2 separate regions of the Salmo salar genome follow, and region 2 is linked to region 1. A link is a contact called in public Hi-C data. All regions are on one chromosome and are shown on one strand. Each heading gives the region's core, a stretch centred on a gene start, on an enhancer-like site or on the middle of the called end of the contact. The rest is flanking DNA. Distances are from core to core; before and after follow the strand shown. Region 1 overlaps LOC106590416 (ras-responsive element-binding protein 1). Region 2 holds the start of shrprbck1r (sharpin and rbck1 related).

Region 1 (4,169 bases), core at 712-3,211:
GCCTATTGTATAGTAAATAGAACCAAAATGAAGGAAACTTAAGAGATCTGATTTTGAGTTTATAAATACTTTGCTACAATGACACACTTAGTTAGCTACCCACCTCGTTCCTTTCTGTTCGCATGTGCACCTAGGACACCATCATGCTTTCGGGATACATGTTTTATCAGTTTCTTTATGAAAATATTCATGAATTCCAAGACAGTAGCTAAAGAAAGGGGCTATAGCAGCACACAAGTAGACTACAAATGCATGCTGGGCCGGGCATGCCCTGAGCTTGTGAAGTTAAGCACTAGTCAAATTGGGCATGCTCCGCTCTTCGCTCTGATCCAGCTCCGCTCACATACTCTGGCCCGTGAGCACACCAAACACACACACTTGGGAGGAGGGCAGGGAAGGCGGTAATAGTCTAAGTTGCTCAAATTATCCAGCAGGCTCAGCAGGCCCATGTAAGGACCTAACTCCGGGCCAGGGAAAAGGGTCGAGGGTACCATGAAGGGCAGTCATCTCCATCCCTGTAATATTATGTCTATCAAATGTGCCTTCTCTAGTAACGTTTACAGGGGTAGTTCAGCTATTTATTTCTCTATTCATGGCATTCAGATATAGTAATACAGTTGGACATAGAGTATGTTTATTAGTCCTGTGGTGGATGATTGGAACACAAAAAGAATTCTGTTGAGACAGAGTCCTCTGGAAGCATTTGTTGTTCCTGCTGCTAATCTCTCTCCCCCTTTTTCCTTCACCTCCTGTCTCTCCTCCTCCTCTCTTCCCCCCCTCCTCCTCTCTTCCCCTCCTCCTCCTCCTCTCTTCCCCTCCTCCTCCTCACTACACAACATTCAGCTGTCGGGCTGGAGGGGACAATGTATAGCTGGGGGAGGGGGATAGAGGCAAAGGTGTATGTGACTTGAGTGTGTCCTTCTTAAGCTGATTACATTAGTTTAAACTTTGAGAAGGGGTCACTGATAACGGCAGAGCTAGGAGAAGAGAAACGAATGGGGGGGCTAAACCATACAGGACTCCTCCCCCCTCTACTCTGTCTGGTGAAAGGTCAAATGCCATCAGTTGATTTAAGGACGTATGTGTGTCTGTGTGTGTGTGTGTGTGTGTGTGTGTGTGTGTGTGTGTGTGTGTGTGTGTGTGTGTGTGTGTGTGTGTGTGTGTGTGTGTGTGAAGGGAGGGGGGACAGGAGGACTAAGACCCTGGAAAACACATCAGTACATCCCTGACAGGCCTGGCCTAGCACACAGAGCCCTGCATCAGTACATCCCTGACAGGCCTGGCCTAGCACACAGAGCCCTGCATCAGTACATCCCTGACAGGCCTGGCCTAGCACACAGAGCCCTGCATCAGTACATCCCTGACAGGCCTGGCCTAGCACACAGAGCCCTGCATCAGTACATCCCTGACAGGCCTGGCCTAGCACACAGAGCCCTGCATCAGTACATCCCTGACAGGCCTGGCCTAGCACACAGAGCCCTGCATCAGTAGTCAGTCATAGGGCCTCTGTGAGTGTACTAACATTTCTGTGTGTGCGCGACTGTGCACCCATACTTCACAAGTTGTCCCTGCGCATCTGCTTGAATAAAGGTGGGTACATTATTGTGCAATTGTGTGGGTGAACTTGTTTGCGAGTAACTTTGATAGTGTGTGTATGCATGGATTTGTACTCTAGCTATATCTGTGTATAAGTGTGTTTGCGTGAGTGTGACTGCGATCGTGTGAGTTTGCGTCAATAAGTGTGTTTGTCTGTGTAAAACTGTATGTCCGTGGCGTGAGTGTGCACGCCTGTGTGTGTGTGAGCAACCGTGCGCGCATTCGCCAGCACGAAAGAGGAAAGGTCAGCCAGTGTTGGGTCGGCAGCACAGGTCTCAGCTTTCACTCTGCCGTCAGTGCCTGGTTTAGAAATAGCAGGCAGGCAGCGAGCTGGCCACCCATCTGGGGACCTGACAGACAGCAGCCGCATCCCCTGGACTCTGACCGCTGGCGTCAGCCAATCCCGAGAGAGCTAAGCTGTCATGTCAGCACAGCGTGATTGGATGAAACCAACTTGTCTTTGTGTCACCTCAGCCATCCTCCTAAATTCACCTGCCTAAAAAAACATTTCCCATCAGTCTATCTAGTTGATTGATGGTTTGACTGTCTGTAAATTGCAAAAACACTACTTTCAGGACTGAAGAGGTCATTTACTGAGGCACTCAGACCTCAAACAACTCAAACAGTATGAGCGTTACAACAAAACTCATTATCAAGATACATAAGATGTCATTTTTAATAATTCAAAAAGTAATCTATTCTTATGGCCAGTCGAGCGAGACTGGTCTACTACTATTGCTTTAATGTATTGTTATTCTCATTAATATTTCCACTACTACTATTAATGCCTTATTGCTGTTGGTCCCACCATTTTTTGTTATATGTATACTTTGACAATGTAAGTAACTTGCCATGTCAACAAAGTCTACTGAAGAGAGAGAGAGAGAGATCAAACTGACAGCGGGGTTGATGATTCAACAGCTCCCTTCTCATCCAAACTGAAAAAAATCCACTGCACCACCACAGTGGGTGGACAGGGGGCACTGTAGCATCAAAATGATGCTGCCTGCTTTTGTGCAATGTCACACCAAGGGCACTTCTCCTTACCATCGCACCTTCTCTATCCCGCTCTTCCCCACCACCCTTTAGTGTTCTCACTGTCTTGTAAAGAGTTAAAGCAGAGTGCCCATCCACTACCCCCTGGCTCAGTCTATTCGCCAGACCCTTCATAGGGTTAGGATGCCTCTCCTTGGCAACAGGCTCACAACAGCAGGCCCCATTTCATGTGATGCTCTGGCAACAAAATGGCTGCTCCCCTGCCAGCCACATGGACAGCTCCATCACATCAGACTAGGGCTGGATCAATTCAGTACCGTGGAACATTCACAAGGAAGGTCGCAGATAGGATGAATAGAGACCACTCAATTTCTGAATGTTACAACTCGCTGATGTATACACCCCTGTGCTTTCATTTTCTTGCCCCAAAGCATTGCTTCTTTTTGGAGTGTTGAGAAAATGCTAAACAGAATGGTGAAAAAGAACGCGAATATGCAAAGAAAACAACTTTCTTTTTTTTATGCAACAATCTTAGTATCGTCTAAACAGAATTCAGTGGCATTCTTTAACAGTAGAGACCAACACATAAACACACTCTCGTATTCTCTCAGATTGACTCGGCCTACACTCATTCCTTCCTGCCCACACCTCTTCATTCCATACACATGAGGGTGAAAAGATGAACTCTCCAACGATGGAGCAGGCAGATTACTGTCCTGGTGCATCCCTCTCATGCAGATAGATTCAACAGCCAACCGTTTAGATTTCACAACACCACTTTATCAGGATAACTTCAGAAGCTTATGTTGAAGGGCTGGCCAACTCAAAAGGGATGGAGCTTCTCACATCACATCAATTAAACCTCAAGCCCCCAATTCTAACACCCACACCCACAATAAAACCCCTAAGAGCGCAGAGAGAGAGGAAGTCGGTATTTAACCCTGCCATCAGTCAAGTATGCTGGGAGCAGATGCCCTAACAGTTGTTGTTGTGTGTGTGTTGAAGTGGGGCAAAGTCATTTTCCTACTTCCTGTACTCTGCTTTGCCTAAACAGCGTCAACACACACACACACACACACACCTTACCCAGAGCATCCCAACCCCCGACAACGCCTATATATTTATCTCTGTACCACAGTCCCCCATCACCCTCCAGGCAAACGGTCTGCCCTGACCAACGTTAGCGTGTCAATTCTAAAAGATATAACAAGAGCAAGACATTTTATTTTATTTACAAACAGTATAACATTTTGTAAAAGCAGAATATTTCGGTAATCATTTTTTGTAAATGCTTTATCTCCGGGAAAAACTGAGCACTAAAAAGATTTGTTTGTTTACAGATTATTTTGTTTTATAACAACTGCTGGGCTATTCTAAAGGGCGTGTCTGCAGTTAGCGACAGGTGCTAACGCTTGGATTTTTGCTGGCTTTATGTGAGCAGTACCCCACATGTGTTTGGGTGGTGCTGCTATCACACCTGGGTAGGGAACCACTTACAGAAAGGCTTAAAGACCAAAGCTTTAGTGTTGGTAATACTCTGGGCCTTTCAACGGCATACAATCTTTAAACAGTCCACT
Region 2 (4,169 bases), core at 1,040-3,539, 73 kb after region 1:
ACTGCAATATGTAATTTTTGAGGTGACGACCAAATTCACATAGAAATGTTAGTTATAGATCTGTCATTCTCATTGAAAGCAAGTCTATATGCATTATTTCTATGCTTTCTGTTGTTAAATTTCCTTTGCATTTTTTACTTTCGGTTTTGTACACCAGCTTCAAACAGCTGAAAGTACAATATTTTTGGAAATTGAAATGATATTTCAGTGGTTTAGATGGTACAATGATTCTCTACATTGCTTGTTTTGTCACAAACTGAAATTATAAAATATATACAATTATGAAATTACTAATCTTTAGTGTTGCAAACAGCTAATATCTAAGTACATCATGAGTTACAGTATGTCAGTAACATTTACACACACTATCCAAAAACGGTACATAATTGTGTGGTCACAATGTATTTATTCCTTTCCCCCCTACGTAATCTAATTCACATTAAACCTTCTCCTTGGCCTATTTTTTTTATTAAAGTGAGATTGAAGCAGGCAATGTGGTAGCCATTTTGGTTCACCACAACAGCATGCACATCAAGTCATCTCTGAAGAGGGGAGCAGAGGAAGAATGAGGTTATAACATGCACTTCACAGGAATGTGTCCAAATAGGTACTTCACAATATAAGAGCAACATTTTCACCCATGGTAGGTAGTCCAGATTCAACTTAAATGGTTTTTCATAAACAATCAGTTCTGCAAATAAATACACCCTATTTTAAAGTTTAAGAAACACATCCAAGTGAACCAAACCTTTATATTAATCATGAATCTATAAAATGTATAATTCCCTTCTGCACACCATTGTGCTACGGTGCATCCTGCTAATGCACCTGTCTATCTATCCTATCAATGCATTTAACAGCATAGCAAACACTTTCCCACCCTGTAACGTGAAGTGCATTTAATGCAAGAGAAATACTTAATATGTACTTTTTAAGGGTGCTTTTTTAAATTTTTTACATGGGGCTCAATGCAAACAAACTAGCATTTCTGTATTTACGCCATTGTTTTTTTTTTGGTAGCTACTGGGTTTGATTGAATCCCAGCCCTGATCTGCTGTCTTTCTTTCGGGAGCAGAAGGTTATGCAGGGTATATCGGGCAGGCCCAGGGGCTCATCATAGTGAAACATGGCACCCCTCTCCAGGAACACATTAGCAGACCGGTATATCTCCTCAATGGACTGCCCTGTGGGAGAGGGATATACACTGAGCATACCAAACATTAAGAACACCTTCCTAATATTGAGTCCCCTCCTGTCCTTTGGGTGGTGGACCATTGTTGATACATACTGGAAACTGTTGAGCATGAAAAACGCAGCAGTGTTGCAGTTCTTGACATATACCAGTATGCCTGGCACCTACTACCATAACCTGTTCAAATGCACTTAAATATTGCCCATTCACCCTCTGAACGATACACAATCCATGTCTTAATTGTCTCAAGGCTGAAAAATCCTTCTTTAACTCTCCTCCCCTTCATCAACACTGATTGGATTTAACAAGTGACATCAATAAGGGATCTTAGCTTTCATCTGGATTCACCTGGTCAGTCTATGTCATGGAAAGAGCAGGTTTTCTTAATGTTTTGTAAACTCAGTATACAGAGATCAAACACTCACTAACTGCTGGGAATTTTTTGTATGACTCAACCTAGTTTCTATTAAGGATCTATGTATCCTGCTAGCTTTCACATAGCTGGTGGGCTGAATTTGCCAAAAGTAATACATGTATCTTTATTTCCGCCATCAATCAACAATAGGGTTTCAAGGGTTGGCTTATTCCAAGTGTATTTGATGACAACGCAACATACTATTTACCAACTTAAATTGAATAGTGATGATCTGGCGTCTTCGAGCTATGGGTGAATGCAGTTGCTTTGATTTATTTTAATATTCTTCAGGGAAATGTTCAAAAATGTACACTCATACCAGTTAGCACTGTTTATTTCATATTGATGTGTAACATTAAGTCAGGGTTTGGGTCGGAACTATAACACCAGTGGCTTTGTTTTGAACGGAAGTGCAAACAAAGGTAAATATTGAACTCACTGAACAGATGTGACACTCAAATTGCCCTCATACAATGATGGTACGGGAGGGAAGGGGTTAATTAAGACTGACTCCAATGTCAGGGTCCGGAAAAACCAAACAGCAACTTCAGACAATGTTTACTTTTTCTGACATAAGAAAATATTTATCGATAACAACAATTTGTGAAAACATAAACTGTAACCGACATGACAGTGCTATCCCATGGGCACAGACGTCATTTCAACGTCTAGTTTCGATTTACATTTGGTTGAGCTGTCAACTAACTTGAATTCCATGTCATTGGATTTAGGTTATAAATTGGGTGTACCAAATTGGAAATTCCCTTACGCACATCTCAGGACCAGGCTGGTTGACTGAGCTCCGTACAGCAAGAGGAAGTGACCAGAGCGGACCAGACTTCCCCCATTTCAGTATGTGAGTGCAGGTATACGATGTTGACTTTTCCAGGCATCTTCAATGGATGTGTATTCTATTTCCACTGGCGCACACATGAAGGTAAACAATGGGGGTCGCTGTTTCACCAGGCCTAAATGAAGGAACACTGGATTACAAGCTGTTTGAGTTGTTGGACTACAACTATGGGGCCAAAAAAGCAACATTTTGATGGCATGACATTAGTGCTGCAGTCCTCAGACATTTCTATCTGCTAATGTCTTTTTGAAAGTAGGTCAACCATATACGCAATTGTCTCCACTACAATTTGCAGGTCCAAGTTTAAAAAATACGTATACAATTTAGTATAGGAGTACATCACATATACTGTATATTTGTGAACCTGATTTTGAGAAATGTAGGAAATTAAACGTTTTTGGACCTGCAGAAAAGCCATGTTGTGCAGTACATGGCTACAACGTGTGGGGGCGCAAATGATTGGCACTGGCAGCACGAGAGAGCCAGCCAAACAAACAGTGACACAGAGTGCGCACTTCCTGGTAGCTGGTCGTTCATCGGTTCTGTTGTTGTGAGCTTGGTAAATGGAGGGACTACGATGAAACTGCAAATTTTATTGGAATACTAATAGCAATCGTTGCTGGCAATATTGGCGTGGTGGTAAACACACCGGGAACGGTGTCTTGACGTCTCCAAACACTGCATGAGGCTGTTGGTGGAATGTCGCTGAGCTCAGGCGGGTGGACTACTCACACCCCACCGCCGGACCCGTCCTCATCTATCCCTGGCTATGGGGCCTCACAAACTGGCTGCCATACCGTCTTGATGTCGGTACGGGTATCAGTTTGCCATTCTGGTATTCGGCCGCTGTGTCTTCCTGGGGCAGGTGATGAGTCACTCCGTCTACAGCTCAGTATGGACCCCGGGAAGTCCGGGGAATTCCGTCTCACGCTACGGGACACCAGCGGAACAACGGGTCGGAGTGTGGTAAGAGAGAAGGGTTAAAGGCGGATTTCAATTCATTTCATTTGTCAGCCATGTTGACAAATAATGTTTATTGCTTTTGACAAATTACAAAATGGTGTTCATTAAAAATAGTTTTTTAAATTGTCAGCTAAAACTCGATGGAGTAAAGTTACATGTCACGTGATGTTTTATTATTACCAGCGTTACCAAGGCAGGCAGGCAGACATGTGTACAGAGGGTCACCGCTGGTTTCATGCTAACCTTTGGCTGTCATGCATTGAACTGTCAGTTATTTGAAACAATTTTATAGTTCAACAAAATACACCGAACAAAAATATAAACGCAAGAGATTTGACTGAGTTACAGTTCATATAAGGAAATTTGTCAATTGAAATAAATAAATTAAGCCATAATCTACCGATTTCACATGACTGAGAATACAGATATACATCTGTTAGTCACTTTTTTTTAAAGCTCGTGGCATGGATCAGAAAACCAGACAGTATCTTGTGACCACCATTTGCCTTATGCAGCGTGACACATCTCCTTAGCATAGAGTTGATCAGGCTGTTGATTGTGGCCTGTGGAATGTTGTCCCACTCCTCTTCAATAGCTGTGCAAAGTTGCTGGATATTGTCGGGAAATGGAACACGCTGTTGTACACGTCGATCCAGAGCATCCCAAACATGCTCAATGGGTGACATGTCTGGTGAGTATGCTGGCCATTTTCAGCTTCCAGGAATTGTGTACAGATCCTTGCAACA

Evidence for each region. Hi-C and Micro-C count contacts between places; a contact is called where the count stands out from the background.
Region 2: a contact with region 1 is called in a Hi-C map of muscle, with 6 times the contacts expected there. The contact joins the promoter of shrprbck1r here to the enhancer-like site in region 1. A contact is called at or near these places in 2 of 3 Hi-C or Micro-C datasets (gill and muscle).

The regions. Positions count from the first base shown.
Region 1 is chrssa29:24,825,035-24,829,203 of Ssal_v3.1, forward strand. All of the region lies in intron 5 of LOC106590416 (ras-responsive element-binding protein 1), which reads right to left. Among protein-coding and RNA genes, the nearest start is that of LOC106590419, 39 kb to the left of the region's middle. Within about 2 kb of position 1,962, at least 5 of the 13 cell types and tissues checked have an H3K27ac peak or open chromatin away from gene starts, as enhancers often do. A contact at or near this core is called in muscle, where this site is marked.
Region 2 is chrssa29:24,897,734-24,901,902 of Ssal_v3.1, forward strand. It overlaps shrprbck1r (sharpin and rbck1 related), which reads left to right and starts at 2,290. Exons shown (of 14, transcript XM_014181426.2): 1 at 2,290-2,463.